7 separate regions of the Mus musculus genome follow, and regions 1, 2, 3, 4, 5 and 6 are each linked to region 7. Evidence: chromatin contacts called from public ChIA-PET, HiChIP or PLAC-seq and promoter capture Hi-C data. All regions are on one chromosome and are shown on one strand. Each heading gives the region's core, a stretch centred on a gene start, on an enhancer-like site or on the middle of the called end of the contact. The rest is flanking DNA. Distances are from core to core; before and after follow the strand shown.

Region 1 (2,987 bases), core at 98-2,597, 770 kb before region 7:
ACACATAATTAGGCTTCTCCAAAGAAACTATAAGAATAAGACCAACTCTTGGGAAGAAAATACAACCTCAAAACCATGTTTACAAAATCATAAGTTCTACTTCTCTTTGTAATCAGTTATCAAATTCAAAACTTTTTCTTACTGATTATTACTAGGTTAATAAAGTAACAACCTGATATTATTAGTAGTACTGCACATTTCTTACCATGAAAAATTTAACCACATATAAAAGTAAACAAAATAGCATGTACCCATCAATGATTCAGTGCTTACATAATTTGGCTCAATAGAGCAGTTTTTATGGAGAGAGTCTTAGCAGCTGCTGTTCATTTCACTCATTTGAGTTCTTTTGTCATTCTAATACAGTTGCTAATATACTAAATATTTGCTTTGAATGCCAAGTTTCCATTTGTTGGTAAATGTTTAGATACTATTAATAGTGATGACCTCAGCTTAGAGAAACTTCAAGGAGACCCTACTATTCAGTAAAAGAATGCTGCATATATAAAGCAACTAAAGCACAAAGACATTTAAGTTACATGATATTTTATCAGGACCTCATAATAAGAACATAACATTTCTTGCACTTGTTATGTGGGGAGCACTGTGCTATAAGAGCTTTGCCTGCAATTTTAAAACAGCCCTGTGCTTTATAACTGGGCTGTCTCATTTTATAGATAAGGACTCAGAAACTGTGAGAGATTAGTATGACTCCTTTACTGTCCTGAATCACACAGAAAGTAGTAGGCAGAATCTTCTTTCTTTAAGTAGTATTTTATTTCTATATTTGATATTTTCAAGGATTAAAAGTACTGTACTTTCACCCTTAGGAACAAGTAATGGTATGCTTGCATTTTATCCAGTAATTGTTTGAAAGTAAACAACTTCTGCATCCAGAGACAGAACACATTTGGGAGATAAAGGCGAGAGAAACCACAACCATAGGAGAGAGTAAGAAACCAGTATAGCTCCCTCAGACCAAGAAAGAAGAGACAAGACAGCTTCACAATAACAAATATTAGGGACATAAAGGAAATCAATAAAAGCATTGATTTTTTCAAGTCAACATTTTACATTTTCTATGTTTACGTTACTTTCCTTGTTGGCTTCATTTTCTTTAAGGTAACATGAATTTGGCCCATAAAGAACAAAAAATAGTGACTTACGTGTCAACTGAAATAAGTTTCTTTTCTTCAGTGCCAGAAGCATAGTCCCAGACTGCTTCAGTAATTCCAATGAAATAATGCTTATCTCTTGCCAAGGCTAAGGAACTATACAAAAATATAAATGTGCTAAGCAGCAAAAACTTCATTTTTCTCCCTCTCGGAGCCCACGATGCAATAAAGTGAAACCAGAAGCAAGCAATTTTATAAATAGGGCTTCATTTGCTTGGCTGACACAATTTAATGTTGCAAAAGAGTAACTAATTTCTTTAAAGCAAATAGCATTTTCCAACTCAGATTGGTTCTGGTAAACCACGAAGGGGAAAAACCAAAACAAACACAGTTCCCTGTGGCCAGGCTTCTCTAACTACAAAGGAATGTCATCTGTTTGTGTTGGACATGCACAGCATGCGCAATTCTGCATCTTCTTCCATTCATCGTGTAAATTCCAGGAGGGCAGAGACCATCTCTAAATGCTCCCTTTGTTCTTCTAGCAATCCCAGGCACTACACCTCACCCAGAGCCAGTTTTTAATAAGCCAAGGAAAAATGAATCAAATATGTCATTGTTAATGATTTTTAGAAAACTAACAAAAACTTACTTGTAATTTTGAAGATATGAAACATATTTAGCACATCGTAAAAGTAGCCAATAAAAATTTCATTTAAAAAAATTTTTTTGTACTGTGTGTTATAGAGACTTTATCAGTTGACATGGATTGCTATGTAGAAATTAATAGAAGAACATACCAGGAAATGATAATTTTGTTTGAATGATAGAAGTCAGTCACAAGGGCTGGTGAGATGGCTTAGCGGATAAGAGCACTGACTGCTCTTCTGAAGGTCCTGAGTTCAAATCCCAGCAACCACATGGTGGCTCACAACCACCTGTAATGAGATCTGACACCCTCTTATGGTGTGTCTGAAGTCAGCTACAGTGAACTTATGTATAATAATAAATAAATCTTTAAAAAAAAAAAAGAAGTCAGTCACAAACCAAATAAGCTATGCATAATGGGGAAACTGGCACATGACAATCTGTTGAATCTAGGATTTTAGTACCCGTCTGTACAATGAAGTAATACTCAGAGAGAGAGAGAGAGAGAGAGAGAGAGAGAGAGAGAGAGAGAGAGAGAATGGGCAAAGAAGGAAGAGGAGGAGAGAAAGGAAAAGAGATAGGAAAGAGAGAGGAAAAGAAAAAAATCAACCACAATTAAGCCTGTTTTCAAAGGCAAAGAATGATTTTACTCAACTGGAAAAAGAGCTTTGTTTATTAACCTAGAATTTCTCTCTGTAACATGTATGAGAGCTTTAAGGTAAAAGATTTTTGGTTAGAACTCTGTCTTCACTTGTGGCATGTATCTAAATGTATAATTTTTTTTTCCTAAAGTGAAATGCAATCCTGATGATAGCAGTTACTATTTTGTGTTAATAAAGCGATTGTTGTTATTGTTGTTTTCTTGTAGGATACTGTATAGCACTAAATGCTATTTGCTGAAATAGACTGGTATCAGAACAGGTACTCTTATTTAACAAATATTGAATGAGTTCCATGGTGCGTGCAGTTCTGTCCTCAGTGGGCAGATAGCAGTGGATATAACTCCATGGAGCATGCATGCCGTTATATACAACATGAAAACTTATTAACACATGAAAAATGAGGAACACAATGTCAGTCATAGATGCTAGAAAAAAAATGTCAGGATAAAGTTAAAATCTGATGCTGTCAAAATTCTTACCCTTAGCTTCAGTTTCCTCATTTGTAAAGGTCAGCCTTGAAGGAAATTATCCAGATCAATTGAAATGACCTTGCAAGCTACTAACA
Region 2 (3,096 bases), core at 454-2,953, 920 kb before region 7:
ATTTATCTTATATAAGAAAATTTTGCTTAATTGTCTTTCATCTTTATTCTGGTATTTGCAGAAATCATGCCATAAATTTGGAATTCTAAGGAAACCTATGAAGGTACAATAGCCATCTCACTTAAGCACCTCATAAAATAACATCTGCCACACTAGCAGCATACAAGAAAAAACCAGTTTGAATATTCTTCTACATTGGTATCATACTTCCATTTCATTCATAAAAAATTCTTGGAGCCAGCAAGATGGCTCAGCTAAGGACATCTGCCACCACACTTGACAACATGAATTAACATGGTACAGAAAGAACTGACTCTTGCAAGTTATGCTCTGATCTCCCACACATGTATCCATGCACCCATGATATTCATATACAAACACACAGAATAAAAATATAATTTTAAAAAAATCTTACAGCAAAGGTATATCAAAGTAATAGATCAAATTCAAGTTGCATAAAAACCTGTCTTCTAACTGAAATATTTAGCAAACACAATGGTATGAACTAATCCCATTTCCTTACTGGAGGGGCCACTTGAAGACATTCCGTTTGTAAGAAGATGGGTATGGCAACAAATCTGCCGCAATCTAAGCAGAAGACCCAAGACATCTGCATAGTGTGCAAGGACAGTCCCTTCAGTAAAATACCTAGGGATAAAATGTCAGACATTATGAACATCTCTAAACAAGAACAAAAACAAAAGCAAGCTCATCTTTAATGAAACCAAGAAAAAAAGTCACCTAGGAAAATGTCAATATGCATGACCTACAGACCTCAGCTGGCCCTTCAAAGTAAGTGGTACATACATACTGAAAGGAAAATTCATATCTCTTCTGTAAAAACAGAAATAGGGTGTATGCATGATGACTTCAATTTTCAATCCAATTTATACACACACACACACATACACACATATTCACAAAACACACACACAGTAGGGGGAGTGTTATTGTATAATAATCAATTTTGTAAGTAATTATGTTTCTGATCTCTGTTATATAAAAACCAATAAAACCTAGAAGAATTTACATTATACTGACTCCCATGAATAATAAGAAAATTAAGTATTTCTTGATGGCCTGGACCTATACATGACTCTGGACAAACAGCTCGTCCAAAAAGAACTCAAAATAGTCAAACATTGAATAACCAGCAAAGAGCAAAGAAGGCAGTGAAATTAAACTCACCAGAAAGTTACCACAGAAAGCATAAAATTTATGACTGTGAGCACCTCCAGGTAGCTCAGAGTTCTACATCCGGACCGGAAAACAGTAAGAGAGTGCCACACTGGACACACCTCTGAAACCTCAAAGCCCAACCCCCCTGACACACTTCCTCCAACAATGTCACACCAATTCCAATAAGGCCAAACCTCCCCACAGTGCCACTTCCTATGAGCCTATGAGGACCATTTTCATTCAGACCACCACACACTAAAACCACTGACAAAACCATATGAAAGGACATAGGACTAAGAAAACAAAAAATAGTTATAAAGGATGATAAATAAATCAATACCAATAAAGAGCAGTGGGAAGACATTTAAAAACACAGAAAGAAAATAGAACAACAACAACAAAAGACAAGAAAAATAGGACAAAAACAGTACATTTTCTTTTTAAAGGGTGTGGGTGTCAGGGGGAGGGGGAGGATGCAGATACATAGAATTGAAAGATTTAAATGGTGCTATCTATATCTTCCAGAAAGTCAACAGGAAGGCCCTGATCAAACTGCTGTACTTCCGTGGGGGCGTGGATGTGCACATCAGGCTCCTTGCTATTTTTTACTTATGAAACACTCTCCAATGCTTCATGCGCTGAACTCCAGGTCTCCAGCTACAGCACTGACTGACGCCTGAGGTTCTAGAAACTCTAAGCCTTTGGGGAATAGACGGATCTTGCCCTGACTTGAGCACTTGTTTCCGGTGCTCTCTTGTCCGCCTCTTGTTTATCATGATATTGCTCCGTTCCACTCTGTAGTTTCCACTACCATGGGTTGACACCTCTGGAGCAGAAAGCCAAAATAAAAGCTTTCTCTTTAAGTCTGAAGACAAGAATTGGCTATAGAAAGGCAAAACTGACTATTATTTTTTTTTCAAAGAAATACTCAGTGTGGAAGAGAAGAATAATTAATCCAAAAATTACATATCCAATCTGAAACGTCAAGTTGATGATGCAATCAAGTCTCCTGGTGAAAAGCAGAAATTTTAAAGTCAGACTGGTACATTCTGTCAATTTAGCTATGCAGACTTGGCCAGCAGCCTAATCCTGCCTGTGTCCTCAGCTATAACAGTTACACACCACATCTGGGAGGACTACTCATGAAGTTAGTGTGTACAAAGCAATTACAACACGACCTGGATTACTTTATAAACCTTATATATACTAGTAGTGACAGTGGCAGTGTTTTGGATAGTGAAGAAAGTAAAAAAGTAGGCAACATAATACACACGATAAACTTCCACGTTCTGAAACCAACCTGCTAAAATTCAAATAACAACTCTGTCTCCTGTGCCTTAGCCTCCTAATCCAAAAAATAATTAAAAAAAAAAAAAAGTGTTCATTGTACTTACTTAATAAGACACCATTAATGTGCACATTTAAATACTTAGATCAATTATACTCAATCAATGCTTATAAAGTATTAATAAGTCTACTACCTATGAAAGAGGTTACTTTAACAATAACATCCCTGAGAACACAATTCAAACAGACAGCTTCCTCAGCACTCTGCATTCCCTCCCGGGCATGGCTACATCTGACTGGCATTCAGCTTGTTGGTTTAGGAAACTGCTTGTGGGACCCACCACATGGCATGCTGGCAAGAGGCTTCCCACTGTTTTACCAGCCACGCTAGTACCTTTTCGGATAGACCTACTTTTAACTTAATCACTCTCTTAGGTGACTTTACTCAGGCTCATCACTCACAAATAACAGAAACTTAAGAGTCAAACTGGGAGCACTGAACTCCATACCTGCCTCTCCAGCGGGTAAAGTCAATCCCGTATGTTCACATGACAGGTCTAATGCAGAGCTTTTGATCCCACGTTAGAAACTGTTCTTCCTTTACGCCCACCTCTGCAAGCGGACGTTCCC
Region 3 (2,810 bases), core at 258-2,757, 690 kb before region 7:
CCTCTTCCTCCTCCTCCTCCTTCTCCCTCCTCCTCCTTCTTCTCCTTCTCCTCCTTTCTCCTTTCTCCTCCTCCTCCTTCTTCCTCCTTCTTCCTCTTCCCTTTCCCTCCTCCTTCTCCTTCTCCTTCTCCTTCTCCTTCTCCTTCTCCTTCTCCTTCTCCTTCTTCTCCTTCTTCTTCTTCCTCTTCCTCCTCCTCCTTCTTCCTCCTTCTTCCTCTTCCCTTTCCCTCTTTCTTCTTCTTCTTCTTCTTCTTCTTCTTCTTCTTCTTCTTCTTCTTCTTCTTCTTCTTCTTCTTCTTCTTCTTCTTCTTCTTCTTCTTCTTCTTCTTCTTCTCCTCCTCCTCCTCCTCCTCCTCCTCCTCCTCCTCCTTCTCTCTCTCTCTCTCTCTCTCTCTCTCTCTCTCTCTCTCTCTCAACTTTAGGCGTTGTTCCTTGGGAGCCTTCTATCTTGGCTTGGATCTTTCACTGAGAGTTGAGGCTCATCTATTCAGCTAGGCTGTCTGACCAGCAAGGCCCAGGGATAATCCTGTCTCCATCTCTGCAGTGCTCTGATTACAAAATCAAGTTAACCTGTCTGGTCTTCAGTAAGTTGCTAGGAACTGAACTCAGGACCTTAAGCTTGAACAGCAAACACCTCATTGACTGAGCCATCTCTCCATCCTCCTTATTTTGCCTTTTTTCTTAACTCAGATTTAGCATAATACTTGCTGTGGTATTTTATTTCAAGTATTGTTTTTTTTGTTCAGTTGTTTAGTTCATTTTGCCTTTGTTTTCCATCTTATTAACTACTTAATCAGCTTTTCATAAATTTTCTTTCAACTCGTAAGTTTATCTTTAAATTGAACTTTTACATGTTCAATCTAATGCCCTCATTTTTGTATGTATAGCAGAATCTTCTTTGCTACAGTGTTCATGCTTCCTATATGTATACTTTGTTTTTTTACACATCTCTGTAGTTTCCTGGATTTAATCTTCTTGTAAACTAAAATTTCTATGTCTTTGTGTTTTAGGTCTGCTTATGGTGAGCAACTAGATTTTATCTCAGGTCATGTTACTCGATTACTGTAACATTTTTCTCTGAACATCACTCACGACTTGATGATAGAAGCCATTCATCTGAAGACATCTTTGCCAAAACTGAGGGCACTGTCCTGACATTTGTAATTAATTTCTGACAGCCTAAAGCTTTTTAGTGACACCACTGTCCAACAATGAAGGCATCATGGGCTAAATGAACTGTTAGGTAAAAGAGAAAAGTTTTCCCTGCCTTTAAATCAGCAATACAGATAGTTTTCATAGTGATCCTTTAGTACATTTCCTCATGTTGTGATGGCTCCCAAACGAATTGTTCTGTTGCTACCTCATAACTAGTTTTGTTACTGTTATGACTCATAATGAAAATATCTATTTTCCAGTTTTAGGCAACCCCTGTGAAAGGGTTATTCAGTCCCCAGAGGGATTGTGAGAACCACATGTTGAGAACCACTGCTCTAAAGGATGGGAAACACCACTTCCCACAGTTAACACAATAAAATTAGTGTAGTACCAGAAACTAGCGGTATTGGTGTGATAGGCCTGACCATGCTTTTGCTTGGAGGAATGTAGACTCTGAGCCTTTGGCTTAGGAAAGTAGTGGAATGCTGTTGGAGGAAGTGTGCCATTGTGGGTGGCTTTGGAGGCTTCAGAAGCCCACGCCAGGTTCAGTGTCACTCTCTTTGGTGATTCAGATGTGGATGCTTAGCTTCTCCATCCCCATGCCTGCCTTTGTGTTGCCATGGTTCCCACTATGATAATAACGGACAAAACCATTGAACCTGTAAGCCAGTCTCAGTTAAATGCTTTCCTTCCTTCCTTCCTTCCTTCCTTCCTTCCTTCCTTCCTTCCTTCCTAAGATTTATTATTATTATTTTGGGGTTTTTTTTGTTTTGTTTTTGTTTTTTGTTTTTGAGACAGGGTTTCTCTGCATAGCCTTGGCTGTCCTGGAACTCACTCTGTAGACCAGGCTGGCCATGAACTCTGAAATTCGCCTGCCTCTGCCTACCAAGTGCTGGGAATAAAGGCATGTGCCACCATGCCCGGCCCTAAGATTTATTTATTTATTTTATGTATGTGAATATACTGTAGCTGTACAGATGGTTGGGAACCTTCATATTGTTGTTGGGAATTGAATTTTTAGCGCCTCTGCTCACTCTGGTCAACCCTGTTCGCTCCAGTCGGTCCTGCTTACTCACTCCCTGCTTACTTCGGCCCAAAGATTTATTTTTTATTATATGTAAGTACACTATAGCTGTCTTCTGACACACCAGAAGAGGGTGTCAGATCTCATTATGGGTGGTTATGAGCCACAGTGTGGTTGCTGGGATTTTAACTCAGGACCTTCAGAAGAGCAGTCAGTGCTCTTACCCCCTGAGCCACCTTGCCAGCCCAAATGCTTTTCTTTTTAAGAGCTGCTGTGGTTGGAGTCGACATGTGCAGAAATCCTGCTAGTCTGGTCCTTGTTTCCATCAGGGTACCAGCTCCCTTCAGCCTTGCAGACACTGGTGCGAGAGGCCAGCCGCCAGAGGAGACAGCTTGCTTCAATTCATCAGGTTTGTTCTTTGTACCGCTCCAGGCTAAAATAAGTAGGAAAAAGAAATCGACCAGATCTGTACTTGGAAGCAGCAAAGAAGAGAAGCAGACACAAGATGAAACCCTGCCAAAAAATAGAAGGAAACCTAGAAAAGGAGGATGAGCCAAAGCCCGAGGAAAAGCCCGAGGAGGGGCAGGAACCCGAGGAGGAGGAGAAATCTGAAGAGAGGCTGATTCGATCT
Region 4 (3,092 bases), core at 63-2,562, 970 kb before region 7:
TGGCTCCTCCGACCTGATCACTACACATTGTAAGCCCAACTGACAATACTGCAAAAATGTATAAAGTTAATACAATATCAGTTAAAAATAGAGTGTAGTTTTCAAATGATGCCTCTAGGAGACCTGGACTAAAGAACAAAAATTGACTTTTTAACTTGTACTGGTTGAGTCTAGTGGAGGAGGTCTAAGCCCACAGGCCAAGGAGCAATGGTGTAGATATGGCCTAGGATGATGGGTGTGGGACTGTATCTTTATAGACCCTCTGTGAATATATAGAATCTTCTGCCACATCTAGTACCCAGTGCCATAGCCTAGCAAAAGAGTAGCATTTATGTGTTTACCTTAATGCTCTCACTGCTGCCTGGGGACTGGGGCAGGTGTTCGGCATCATGGAAGAATACCATATTGCATATCACTAACCAATGAAATATCAAAATTCAAAGTGGTTTCTGATGATGGATAATGCTTTTGAACTAATATGAAGTTGGAAATTGGAAGTTCAGCAACGACTGTAAGTTGAGGACTATATTGAGGATTGCAGTGCTGTCTTTCCCTATTCTTCAGTATCTGTTTCCTGCTTTGAGTTGATATTGTCACCGTTCATTATTGAGAAAAGATTTACAGAGCGCCGATCCACCATTGCTGTGCTTGGGCCGAGTGGGTGGGAGGGAGAATTGTGTTTGCAAGGTGCAGGCTACATTAGAAAAGTATTTCTCAACTTCCCCCCTGAAATGACAAATTGGCCTTCAAGATTTGTGAAATAGATGAACCGAAACAACTGAATTACCTAAGCAGAATTACGGGAACTTACTACCCTTTATCCAGAACCAGTATGCTAAAGGCACTGGGGCTTTCTATGGGAGTGTGTTGATCTGAAACAAACCTCTCCTCTTAAGGCTTATTATCATAGCAAAGTAACTTAACTTTCTGAGCCTGAGTTTCTCCTACCTACAAGTATATGGCATTATGGGATTCCTATGCCCTTGACTTGGTAAAAGGGTCTTAACTACCTGATTAAAACCAGTGGTAAGATTCTAAATATTTGGCAAAACCGTTCTCTTCAGTTTAAAAAGTTTAAATGAATACTGTAACTGGCGTGGCTTTCGAGAGGTCTCTGTTAATTGAAAGTTTATTACCCTTCCTTTTCCTGCCACAGGCCACACAGCTCTGCCCCCTTTCTTTCCCAGGCCCTGGAAGGAACGCCCGCGGCGCAGTCCCCAACAGGTGTCCCCTGGGCACAGCAGCCTGCGGGTCCCCAGGGTCGCCCCGCCCGCAGTGCGCACCGGGGAGGATGCGGCCTGGGCTTGAGCCTGCGCGGCCACGTGACGGCCGCTATAAGAGCGGCGGGCTGCGGACTCCCGCCCTCCCTGCTGGCCGCGGTCACCTACCGGCGCCCGGCTCCTCCGACCCACCCGGCCACACTATGACAGGTACGCCCCGCGTAACCGGGTCCCGCGACGTCGCCGCCCCTAAGCCCGGGAAGCTCCGGGTAGCTCGCGAACCGTGGAGAGCGGCTCCGGCTGCTAACCGAGCCGCGCTGCAGAGCGGTGGCTTCCGTCTCCCGCATCCGGGGAAGGCCAGGCGGGGTGGGGCGGGCGCCGGACGCACCGGGGTCGCACGGAGCCCGGAGGTGCTCCTGCCATGGGGAGCAGCAGGCGCCCTACGGAAACACCGGGTTGCGGCCCTGCTCTGGCCGCTGCACTGATCCTATTTTTAGGCCTCAGCAGCCGGGTGCTGCTACATGGGAGCCGGCTAGCGCCCCGGGCGGGCCTCAGTGCCACTTGTTGCAAAGTGTCAGGCCCTAGGCGAATAAACCCCAGGACTGGGCACTAGAGGTAACTGGCCCTTCTGAAAGCTTGAAGCTGTAGCCTGGGTTATGACAGCAACTGAACGGCCATCTGAAGGTTAAACCACCCAGCTGTCAATTGTCTTACTGTCCATTTGTAGGCTAAGTCTGGTGTTTTAGCTTGTGTTTATAACATCTGGCCCCTCCTTTTGTTAATTTAACCTGAGAAAGCATAGCGTAGCTTCCTGTAGTTTTTACATACCCGTTTATTACACCACCTCTACGTTTCTCCGCCACCTCCTGAAGTCTCTTTGGATTTAACACATTGTGCTCATTTTTAAGTACTTTTGGGGCAAAATGGTTTTGAAATGTTACTGTCTCAGAAATGTTCTAAGAATAACACAGGCGAGTATCAGCCGAGGTTGATGGATGTGGCAAATGTCATTACAGAGTATAATTGACTGGAGGTAGGGAATTCACAACTTTCTTCATCTTGGTAGTGTAGTGGGTTGTTCTGAAAGATGGCCCGGTAGTATGAGTTAAAATGGCTTTCAGGTTTCCTTCTGGGGAATGCGCTGGATAACCAGACAACCCACCCACCACACTGTCCCTGCTCAGTGGAATTCCCACTGCTTCTAGCATCCACACCGGAAAATAAGCAAGGGGAAATGAGGAAACCTGAGAGTAACACTGACAAAATCTCCTAACTCTCTTCTTGGACATCAGTCACCCCAAATGACTGCTGTGGAGCTTGAACCTTAGGATCCCTATGCGCTTTGGAGCCCCAGCAACTGCTAATGTTAAAGTCCCCGTCAGAGGTGGTCCCCAGAGTAATCTTACAAAAAGCCTGAAAAATCTTACAGGCTGATATAATGAGGACTCTTCAGTGGGAGAAAGAATTCATGTTTGACTTCTGTTCTGGATGGGGGTTTGGGAAAATTGGCATGTATGTCCATGTCTCTTGTTAGGGGAGGAGGGGAGAATGGGGAAGGTGGTATATTGCTCATTTTCCCAGAAAAGTAAAGGCAGCTGGCCATGGGTTACACCTTTAATTACTAGTACTTGGTATTGGAGACAGGGTTGTTGTCTGGTCAGCTTGGTCTATGCAGCCAAGCCCTAGCTCAGAACAATAAAAGCTGGGAACATAATTTATCGGTAGAACGCTTCCCTAACGTATGGAAGGTTCGGAAGCATGCAGATTGGGACCCCAGGGAAGAATGTGGGTTAGGATAAAGAAAAGACAGAGAAAGGAGATAGAGATGGAAGGAGACAACAAGAGAGAGGTTGGATAGAGTCGGCGTCTAAA
Region 5 (2,726 bases), core at 127-2,626, 970 kb after region 7:
AGAGGACCTTGGTCCTGTGAAGGTTCTATGCCCCAGTATAAGGGAATGCCAGGGCCAGGAAGTGAAAGTGGATGGGTTGGTGAGCACAGGGAGGTGGCAGGGGATAGGAGGGGTCTTTGGGGGGGGTGAAACTAGGAAAGAGGATAACATTTGAAATGTAAATAAAGAAAATATCTAAGGAAAAGAAATGAAATGTTATGCACACACCATTGCTGTTGTATGTTTGTCTTTCTGTATCCATGCTTGCATTTAGTCTTGTGCTCTCTACATTAAGTTGTGGGATGTGCACAAGAGTTCCTTCTTTATAAAAGATGGATATGTTACTGTGTGCTTAAACTGTCTGTTGTGAACTGTGTTGAAGTGAATGAGGGCACCTGTTTATGGTTTTGCTGCCTTGTATTTATTTACTTAAATTTTTTTAATTAGGTATTTTCTTCATTTACATTTCCAATGCTATCCCAAAAGTCCCCTATACCCTCCCCCCTCCACTCCCCCACCCACCCACTCCCACTTCTTGGCCCTGGCATTCCCCTGTACTGGGACATATAAAGTTTGCAAGACCAATGGGCCTCTCTTTCCAGTGATGGCCGACTAGGCCATCTTCTGCTACATATGCAGCTAGAGACACGAGCTCCGAGGGGTCATATTGACTTAAATGTTTTATACAGTATATTTTGACGATTTTCTTTCCCCTTCCCCAATCCTCCCAGATCTCTTCATCTCCATACCCTCCCAACTTCATGTTCTTTGTCTCTATAAGAAAGGAAAAAAGAAAGAAAAAGAAGAAAACAGGAAAGGAAATATCAAAACAGTTACTGGTTTTTCACTTTTCTTTTCTTTCTTTTTGTGTGTTTATGTGTTATATAATGTGAACAGTCACACAGGCATATGTGGAGCCAGAGGTGGACATCAGATCTTCCGTTTTGAGGGTTTCTCAGGGGACCTGGAGCTTTCTGGCTGGCTAGACTACTTGACCTAGAAGCCCACGAATGCTGCCATCTTCTCCTAGTGCTGGGATTACAGGTTCACCCTGCCACTCCCTATCATCCACACATTTTCATTAAAAGACTGGTTTGTATGTTATGAATCTGTGGGAACAGAAGCACACTGAGCATTAATAGCCCCATTTTATTGAGTATCAACTATGTGTCAGACTCTTAACCTATTCTGGGAAGTTGGTTTCCTTCTGCTGCCCTCACAGAGAGCTTGTCTAGGGAGCCAGTCTCTGGTCCTTAAGGCCACTCCCAGTGAGCAACTGAGCTGGAATTCCCTGGCTCCAATGTTTTTACAAACCCACAGTCTACATTTCCCAGGCTGTTTGACTGGTATAGACAGAATGGCTTGGCTCTTGTTGGGCCATTGCTTCAGCACCCAGCCTGGAACTCTATAAAATGTGCTCACTTCTGGGTCTCAGATTTGTCAACATCCTGCGAGTGAGTGAGCTGGAGCCCTGGCGGGTCTCCACAAAAACTGCTGGAAATCCCCGTGGATTTCTGAATCAGAGCTGCGTTTCTGACAGTCAGCAAGACCGAAAGTTCTTAGAAAATGTCCTCTGCCTCAGCAAGGGCTAGGAAGCCCCATTTTTCTTCGTGTCCAGAAACATAAAAATAAACATCTTCAAAGGCACAAAGAAAAGGAACATCGAGATCACTGCCTCGTGGCATTTGTATTTATGAAATATGGCTGTGAGTTTTGAGGTCTTTTGCTGACCTTTCCCAGCTGAATGCTATTATGTGGAGCCCACACAGGCAGGTTGAGAGCTGCTAGTGGGAGGGCGCGCTTTCCACTGTTTCTGTTCCTTCAGTATTTAGTAGGCTCCCTTGGTGTTCACTACCTGATGGTGGAGGACAGGATCTCAAGCATCCATCCTGCACTGTTCTCCTCTTCTCCTTCATAGACTTATTCTACTTCCAAGACAAGTCCTGATCATAAACAGTTGCTGAATGTTGATTCTCCATTTGGACGAAGGACTTTAAGTCAGTATTTTTCGTTCACTGTATTTATATATTGATATTTCTTCCTAATTATGAAATCTAAATCTATGTTTCACTAGTGACAATTTAACAAGTATTTCTCCTCACTGTGCTTTCCTGCATGTGGACACTATGTTTATTTTACTCACATTATAATAATCTATCTATAATCAGGAAGAAGCACTCAGAAGAGTCTGAGGAAAAGGAGGGTAGATACAAAGTTTTAGGAAAAATATAATCAGAAGTAAATTGGCTATACAATGTTGAGATTATAACAAACACAGATTTGGCCATATTTCATGCATAAACTCTACACTAAATATCAAACACCTATTTCACAATGAATTCCATATGAATTTAAAAAACATTTTCAGCTCTATTTCATTTTATTGAATTGCAGCTTGACAATTTAATACAGGTGTATAACATGTTCTGCTTATTCTCTGTCCCTACCCTCTCTTCTTTCTCTGCATTTCTAACAACTTTTCCCTCCCCATCAGTCCCTTTCCTAAGTTCATTAGTTCGGTGTTTGTCTCGCCACTTCCGTAGTTTGACCACTATCAATATGACAATTAGATTCCGAGTAGTATCAGTTAGAATCCGGTGGGGGCACCAATGCGTACACAATAGAAGATGACTATAGTCTTTAGGGATCCCTGGGCCCTTCCTCCATCTGTGACTGGCTGTTGGTGGCCTATTCTTGTGCAGACCCAGGATAATTACAGTTCTGGATTCTGCTTTATTTTTAAGGAA
Region 6 (2,869 bases), core at 32-2,531, 930 kb after region 7:
AGGCTTAGGAAGTGCATAGCCTTGCTGGAGGTTTATGTCACAAGAGTGGGTTTTCAGAGCAAAATCTTCCTTCACTTCCAGGTTTCTCTCTGCTGTGTGTCTGGAGTTCAAGGTGTGAGCATTGAGCTTCCTGCTCTAGGTCATGTCCAGTTTGCTGACTTGCTCTCCCACCATGACAGATTCATCCATCTAGAACCTTAAGCCCGATTTAATTTTCCCCTTCAGAACCTGCCTTAGTCATGGGGTTTTATATCAGCAATATAAGAGCAACTAATGTAGGATCCTTTTCTCGAATAATGGATGCAACACAAGATAACAACAGAGACTTTGGAAAATGCAGACAAATATAAACTGTATGTTTGCCTCTCATGTATAACCACCAGCCACTTTTGTATTTGCAATGTTTCCTTCTAGTGTTCCTTATTCCTAACATACAGATTCTTAAAATTCTTCCTCCACTTCAATTGATATAAACCAGATTAAATTATTTATACTTGAGATATGAAAATTTCTCTCTATCCATTTATCTACAAACATAATTTAAAATTGTTTTTAAATTAATCTTAACAATACAATCTTGCTGTATATAATTGAAAACAGCAAAAAATACTGAAGGAACAAAACTTTCAAGAGTTACTTCGAGTTCAAGCACCACATGGCAAACATTGATCACATAATTCTGGTATGTAGTGAGAAAAATCTAACTTTCTTCCCTTTGGTTCTGCCTAAACAAATAGAAGACAACCAGACTTCTTTCACTACAATTCCATTTTCATTTGTTTTCTGTGATTTATCTTTTTTGCAAATCCTCATTTTTCACATTATATAATAATCTATTTAAAATGAGTCAATGATCCAAAACTCCAAAACTGCATAGGAGAAAACATTTCAATATATAGGCATGGGCAATAATTATTTTTTAAAAGGCTTCAGTAGATAGAACACTCCAAAAATAGACAAAAAAAAAAAAAAAAAAAAGGATTCCATGAAAGTATCTTCTGTTGTTTTACACAGTAGAGCAAAGACAACGATCAGGGAATGTCAGAAAATCTTCTTTAGTGTTCTCTCTCTCTCCTCATATATATATATAGAGAGAGAGAGAGGAGACATAATCTAGTAACTTGCCAAATGTTTGTTGTAAGCCCCCAGCCTGAAACAGGCTTTGACCTTGCTGCCACTAAGAAGGAGACCACCTAGGGTGGAGCCTTCATGCCTAGATGGCTCTATTGTTCAGCCACTGCCACTGTTGTCCTTCAAGACACTGCTACCTGCTGAGAGGCCCCTAAGATATTCAGGAGACTACACCCTATCCTGCACTTCATCAACTGCAGCTGGTTCCAGTCTCCAAGAGTGGATTAGTGGGGGATGGGCCTCCCCCCCCCCCCCATGTTACAAGCACAGTTTGCTATTAAACATTTGAGCCTTGATCAGGAACCTTGTCTTGTCTTCCATTTTTCTCTCGACCGCCTAGTTTCTGTCTCTTCAGCCCCAGTTTGCCTCCCAGGAGTAACCCCTGTCCAAGTGAGCTGCGGGATGGCTGCCAACAGTTTGTGTTGTAAGAATTGTCCCCCCTGAATAGCGTAGGGGACATTACCAATATTTACACCTACTTCACAAGGTTTCAACAATAAAACAAAATATGATTTTGCCTAGGAGAAGCAATGACATTATTGGGCTTATACAGCATGAGTGGCACGAAAGAAGACTCTCTCTCTCTCTCTCTCTCTCTCTCTCTCTCTCTCTCTCTCTCTGTGTGTGTGTGTGTGTGTGTATGACAGAGGATTAACATCTATAATATACAAAGAACTCAAAAAATTAAATATCAAAATAATTTAATCAGTAAATGGGCAAATGAAAGGAGAAGGTAGTTTTTCAAAAAGAAAGTAATATTGGAACTAAACACATGAAAAAAAAAAAAAACCCAACAAGAATAAAGCACCCATCTTGCTTAGTAGGGAAATGCAAATCAAACTTAACGCTGAGATCATCACACCTCTGTCAGAATGTTAAACAAATAAACAAAACCAAATGGCCCAGAAAGATGGCTCAGAAGTTAAGAGTTCTTATAGCTCTTCCAGAAGACAGATTTCAGTTTCTAGCACCTACATTTTGATACCTGCAGACACAAAGTTTTCACTCTAACACACACAAATGATATGCATACAAATACACACGCACACATACCTATACACAATAAACACACACACACAAACATGAAAATAGGAAAAGAGAGCCAACTTGGAGAAATGTAGAAAGAACAAAAGAGGATTAAGAGGAGGGAATATGGTTAAAGTATATGATGAAATTTAATGGAATGCTGTTATAAATTACTTTACATAATGAATATATACAACAGAAGCATTTTTAAAGAGGAAAATTGAACTGTGGACATTAGCATTTAATGTTAACTTAAATTAAACTTTTATTAACTTTTATTAACTTCTAATTTTAAAAGGTTGTTTAGATTTGGTCATGATGTACTTCATACCTGGAAATGCCATTCTAAGCCTGATTAATATGGACAGTTAGTACTTGTTAGTAAATATTTTAAGTAAAAACACTACTTATCAATCCACTAGGATTCTATCATGTAATCTAATGATTGAAACACATTTTGATATAGGCATGTGCAGGTGATTAAATCAACGTATGAGCATCACTTCATAGATCTGATAGTCTATATTAACTATATGACATAACCTTATGATATAATCTAGTAACTTGACAAATGTTTATTTTGTAAGAATTCTTTCCTTGGGTACAAAGGGGACATAAAACAATATTTACACCTACCTGACAAGGTTTCAACAATAAAGCAAAAATATGATTTTACTTTGGGGGAACCAGTGACATTATTGGGCTTATACAC
Region 7 (2,866 bases), core at 79-2,578:
TAGGTCCACTTCAGCTACATGTTCCTTCACGTGTTTAGCCCAGCAGAACACCGTACAACACAGTTTCTAAAGAACCCTTAAGTTTCCTCTTCAGTTACTAGACTTGCATTTCAATTCAAAGATTAGGGTGTTGATAGAGAGTTAGCTGCACATCGTGACTGAGACTTTTCTTAGCTCGTAAGCATTTTATAGTCAAACTCGGTTGTATATAATCGCAAACCCATTTCTATTACCTTCTTTTTAAAAATAATTTTTACCTTTTAAATGATTTTTGTGTATGTACAATATATGTGATCAATATATGTGGACACAACTTACTTTCATGTAACAAGATAGTAAGTGTCACAACTTCCTTGACTAAGTCATTGTAATGTAAAACAACTACATACACTAGGAAAAGGTGACTGGAATCGGGCGTGGTGACTGAGGCAGGAGGTTTTAGGCAGCTCAACCTAATCTACATAGTGCATTCCACCCCAGCCTAGAGTAAGGAAGACAACTCTGTCTCAAAACCAAACCAAACAAAAAAGTGAACGCTAAATTACCAAGTATCATGAAATACTCCTTAATATTCTTTTCCGGATGTGGTGAAGCAAGCTTTAAATCCTGTAGTTGGGAGGTGGAGGGGGTAGGATCCGAACTTCTATTGACCATCCTCAAGCACAAAACGAGGTTTAAGCCAGAAGAGGTTACATCAGACCAATCACAAAACAAACCATCAGGCGGAAAGAAAGGTTTGGTTAAGTTTGACTTCAGATCTCAAAGTTTCTGTAGTCTGGCTACACGCAAACTGCGCACGCTTAGAAAGTTCAGAGCTGCCAGCCGACAATGACAGGAAAGTAGGTCCAGGTAGAACAGGCTGAACGCCGTGGGCCGCCCCGTTCAGCCCGGATCCAGCGAGGGCACAACGCCGACTGCGGGGGATGGGAGCCAGGCCGGCGGCCCGCGGAGCTCAGCAGGCCAGGCGCGGGCGAGCCGGAGGGCTGCTCTCTGCTCCGGGCTTCCGCGGCCTCCCTCCCGCTCGCCGGCCTCCCGCGCCGCGCCCCGTCCCCTCCCTTGTCCACAACACGGCCTCCCGCCACCGTTCAGCTCCGGGTGGTAGCCATTCCCCACCCCGCCAACCGCTTTTCTGTCCCGGGCCCCACTCACCTCGGCTGCGCAGCAGCCCTCACCTTCGCAGCTGCTCAGCCTTCCAGATTGGCTGTCCCAGGACCTTATGCCAATCAGCCAATCCCCGCCCCTGGCCCGGCCTAGGCTGACCAGTGAACGGCTCGCTGAGGCCCGGGGGCGGGCTCAGGAGAGGCCGGCGGAAGGCGTGTCTGCTCGCCGGCCACGCCGGCTACCTGTCCCGGGCTCTGTGCGCACGCGCGGTGCCCAGTAAGGGGCGTGTGCTTGCTAGTGTGCCGCGCTTTGTCTTGGGTGCTTCTGCCCCTGTTATTTTTGTTGGTAAACTTCGCCCCTTTTGGGTGTAGGAATACCCACATTCCGAGTGAAGTCTCAAATGTGTGCCCGCTGAAAGGAGCTAGGTCCTTAGCCTAGCCTAGCCTAGCCTGTGTCGAGCCCTTCTCAACCCACGCTCTGTGGGGACTTTGTCTGCCAGGGCGATCTGTTTCGGGCCTCAAATCCCGGACGTATGTTCTGGAGGAGTGGAAGGCGCGGCTCAGAGGGAGTGAAGACTTTTCCTGCCTTCAGTTCCCCCGCCTCAAAGTCTGCCTAATTGGTGTGCGTAGTTTTTAATGAAGGGTTATTCTAGATTTCAGATAACCTAGTCATGAAAATACGATCAGTCTGTGTCAAGTTAGCTATAAGCAGCACGGTGGTGTGTGTGGGTGCGATAAAACGTGAATATGGAGGGAAAGCCTATCAGTAATTCAAGAGGCCGCTCCTACCTGGGCGTGGCGGCTCCTGCTATGTAAAACGAGTAGTTTGAAGTTGGAGGCTGGAGGATCCAGAGTTGAAGACCAGCCTATGTCCAAAACAACCTGGAAGAGGGTGGAAGAGTTGAGGTGGGAAGTGGGCAGCAGCTGTTGCTACTTCGCCTTCTCTCTTACCCTCTCATTGGAGCGCTGGTGTTCTTACCCTGGATGGCCTAAATTCCTCCTGGCTACTGCTTTGGATTTCACCTAGAGCTTCAATTCAGTTACTCAGCAACGGCTCGTTGGGAGCCCATTATGACAGTACAAAGTTGGTGGGGTTTGTTTGTTTGTTTGTTTGTTTTTTAAGCCTTGAACCACACCCTGAGTAAGCCTACCAAAAGGCAGGGAGATCAAAACAAGGTTAATTAATATATGTGACCAAGTGTTATAACGTTTTAAGTACAAAAGGGCCTGACAGGCTGTGACCAAGGCTGGGAGAGAGAAGCCTGAGAGAGCAGTTCAGGGAGGGGTGCTTGGTCTGAAGGCTGATGAAAAGACAAAAGCTGCTGAAGTGAACTGGTAGGGACCACACACCAGGGCGACCATTCCAATGATACTTGTAGGATTTACTGCTAAGCTATTAGTTGCCTCAGGATCCCTGGTCACCAGCTGTGTGACCCACAGGTGACTCTCAGCTGCCTGCCACCACACAGGCCTATGTGATTGTCTATGTTTAAGAAGAAGGGTATCTGAAAGCACCCATCAGTTGGAGATGGCTTAAAACCTGTTTTTTGTTTTGTTTTGATTTGATTTGATTTTTTCTTTACAACTTCCCTCCCTTCCCACCTTGCTTTACCCTCAAGTGCCCTGGAGTGGCCCTGAACTTTTTGACAATCTAGATGAAGGTGCAGTGACTTAAACCTGAGTAATTTTATCACAAATTATTGTTTCTCCCAGTAATGGAATCATTTCTAAGAATTCTGACCAAGCTGTGTGCCATCTCATTCAAT

What was found. Promoter capture Hi-C pulls out the DNA fragments that hold promoters and counts their contacts. ChIA-PET counts read pairs in DNA pulled down with a chosen protein or histone mark. HiChIP or PLAC-seq counts read pairs in DNA pulled down with a chosen protein or histone mark.
Region 1: a contact with region 7 is called in a promoter capture Hi-C map of liver, with 2.2 times the contacts expected there. The contact joins the promoter of Cp here to the promoter of Mtfr1 in region 7. A contact is called at or near these places in 7 of 39 promoter capture datasets (the 3T3-L1 cell line, 3T3-L1-derived adipocytes, the SN4741 cell line and 2 more).
Region 2: an RNA polymerase II ChIA-PET map of memory CD8 T cells shows a contact between it and region 7, with 6 read pairs. The contact joins the enhancer-like site here to the promoter of Mtfr1 in region 7. A contact is called at or near these places in 4 of 39 promoter capture datasets (the 3T3-L1 cell line, the C10 cell line, neutrophils and 1 more), 2 of 115 datasets of contacts at active chromatin or transcription factors (large pre-B cells and memory CD8 T cells) and 1 of 9 other capture datasets (embryonic stem cells).
Region 3: an H3K4me3 HiChIP or PLAC-seq map of the 230-238 cell line shows a contact between it and region 7, with 5 times the contacts expected there. The contact joins the enhancer-like site here to the promoter of Mtfr1 in region 7. A contact is called at or near these places in 9 of 39 promoter capture datasets (the 3T3-L1 cell line, the C10 cell line, the HPC-7 cell line and 4 more), 7 of 484 Hi-C or Micro-C datasets (B cells, CD8 T cells, embryonic stem cells and 4 more), 7 of 115 datasets of contacts at active chromatin or transcription factors (the 230-238 cell line, bone marrow-derived dendritic cells, effector CD8 T cells and 4 more) and 3 of 9 other capture datasets (adipose tissue, embryonic stem cells and liver).
Region 4: a contact with region 7 is called in a promoter capture Hi-C map of pre-B cells, with 7 times the contacts expected there. The contact joins the promoter of Gyg here to the promoter of Mtfr1 in region 7. A contact is called at or near these places in 10 of 39 promoter capture datasets (the 3T3-L1 cell line, the HPC-7 cell line, cranial neural crest and 6 more), 2 of 484 Hi-C or Micro-C datasets (B cells and CD4 T cells), 4 of 115 datasets of contacts at active chromatin or transcription factors (the 230-238 cell line, bone marrow-derived macrophages, memory CD8 T cells and 1 more) and 3 of 9 other capture datasets (adipose tissue, liver and macrophages).
Region 5: an H3K27ac HiChIP or PLAC-seq map of the NIH/3T3 cell line shows a contact between it and region 7, with 6 times the contacts expected there. The contact joins the enhancer-like site here to the promoter of Mtfr1 in region 7. A contact is called at or near these places in 8 of 39 promoter capture datasets (the 3T3-L1 cell line, 3T3-L1-derived adipocytes, cranial neural crest and 3 more), 4 of 115 datasets of contacts at active chromatin or transcription factors (the NIH/3T3 cell line, astrocytes, hepatocytes and 1 more) and 1 of 9 other capture datasets (pancreatic islet).
Region 6: an H3K27ac HiChIP or PLAC-seq map of embryonic stem cells shows a contact between it and region 7, with 8 read pairs. The contact joins the enhancer-like site here to the promoter of Mtfr1 in region 7. A contact is called at or near these places in 6 of 39 promoter capture datasets (the 3T3-L1 cell line, 3T3-L1-derived adipocytes, embryonic stem cells and 2 more), 5 of 115 datasets of contacts at active chromatin or transcription factors (astrocytes and embryonic stem cells) and 1 of 9 other capture datasets (embryonic stem cells).

Annotation. Positions count from the first base shown.
Region 1 is chr3:19,955,609-19,958,595 of GRCm38.p6, reverse strand. Cp (ceruloplasmin) reads right to left here and starts at 1,347. Exons shown (of 19, transcript NM_001374677.1): 1 at 1,167-1,347. The coding sequence starts at 1,312.
Region 2 is chr3:20,103,193-20,106,288 of GRCm38.p6, reverse strand. It overlaps Hltf (helicase-like transcription factor), which reads right to left. Exons shown (of 25, transcript NM_009210.3): 19 at 524-648. Among named protein-coding and RNA genes, the nearest start is that of Hltf, 47 kb to the right of the region's middle. Within about 2 kb of position 1,703, at least 55 of the 459 cell types and tissues checked have an H3K27ac peak or open chromatin away from gene starts, as enhancers often do. A contact at or near this core is called in memory CD8 T cells, where this site is marked.
Region 3 is chr3:19,881,473-19,884,282 of GRCm38.p6, reverse strand. It overlaps the pseudogene Gm2148. Among named protein-coding and RNA genes, the nearest start is that of Gm42190, 71 kb to the left of the region's middle. Within about 2 kb of position 1,507, at least 7 of the 459 cell types and tissues checked have an H3K27ac peak or open chromatin away from gene starts, as enhancers often do. A contact at or near this core is called in the 230-238 cell line, where this site is marked.
Region 4 is chr3:20,153,336-20,156,427 of GRCm38.p6, reverse strand. It overlaps Gyg (glycogenin), which reads left to right and starts at 1,312. Exons shown (of 7, transcript NM_013755.4): 1 at 1,312-1,430. The coding sequence starts at 1,424.
Region 5 is chr3:18,214,286-18,217,011 of GRCm38.p6, reverse strand. All of the region lies in intron 1 of Cyp7b1 (cytochrome P450, family 7, subfamily b, polypeptide 1), which reads left to right. Among named protein-coding and RNA genes, the nearest start is that of Cyp7b1, 28 kb to the left of the region's middle. Within about 2 kb of position 1,376, at least 59 of the 459 cell types and tissues checked have an H3K27ac peak or open chromatin away from gene starts, as enhancers often do. A contact at or near this core is called in the NIH/3T3 cell line and hepatocytes, where this site is marked.
Region 6 is chr3:18,255,198-18,258,066 of GRCm38.p6, reverse strand. No RefSeq gene overlaps it. Among named protein-coding and RNA genes, the nearest start is that of Cyp7b1, 13 kb to the right of the region's middle. Within about 2 kb of position 1,281, at least 7 of the 459 cell types and tissues checked have an H3K27ac peak or open chromatin away from gene starts, as enhancers often do. A contact at or near this core is called in embryonic stem cells, where this site is marked.
Region 7 is chr3:19,186,572-19,189,437 of GRCm38.p6, reverse strand. It overlaps Mtfr1 (mitochondrial fission regulator 1), which reads right to left and starts at 1,328. Exons shown (of 8, transcript NM_026182.6): 1 at 1,150-1,328.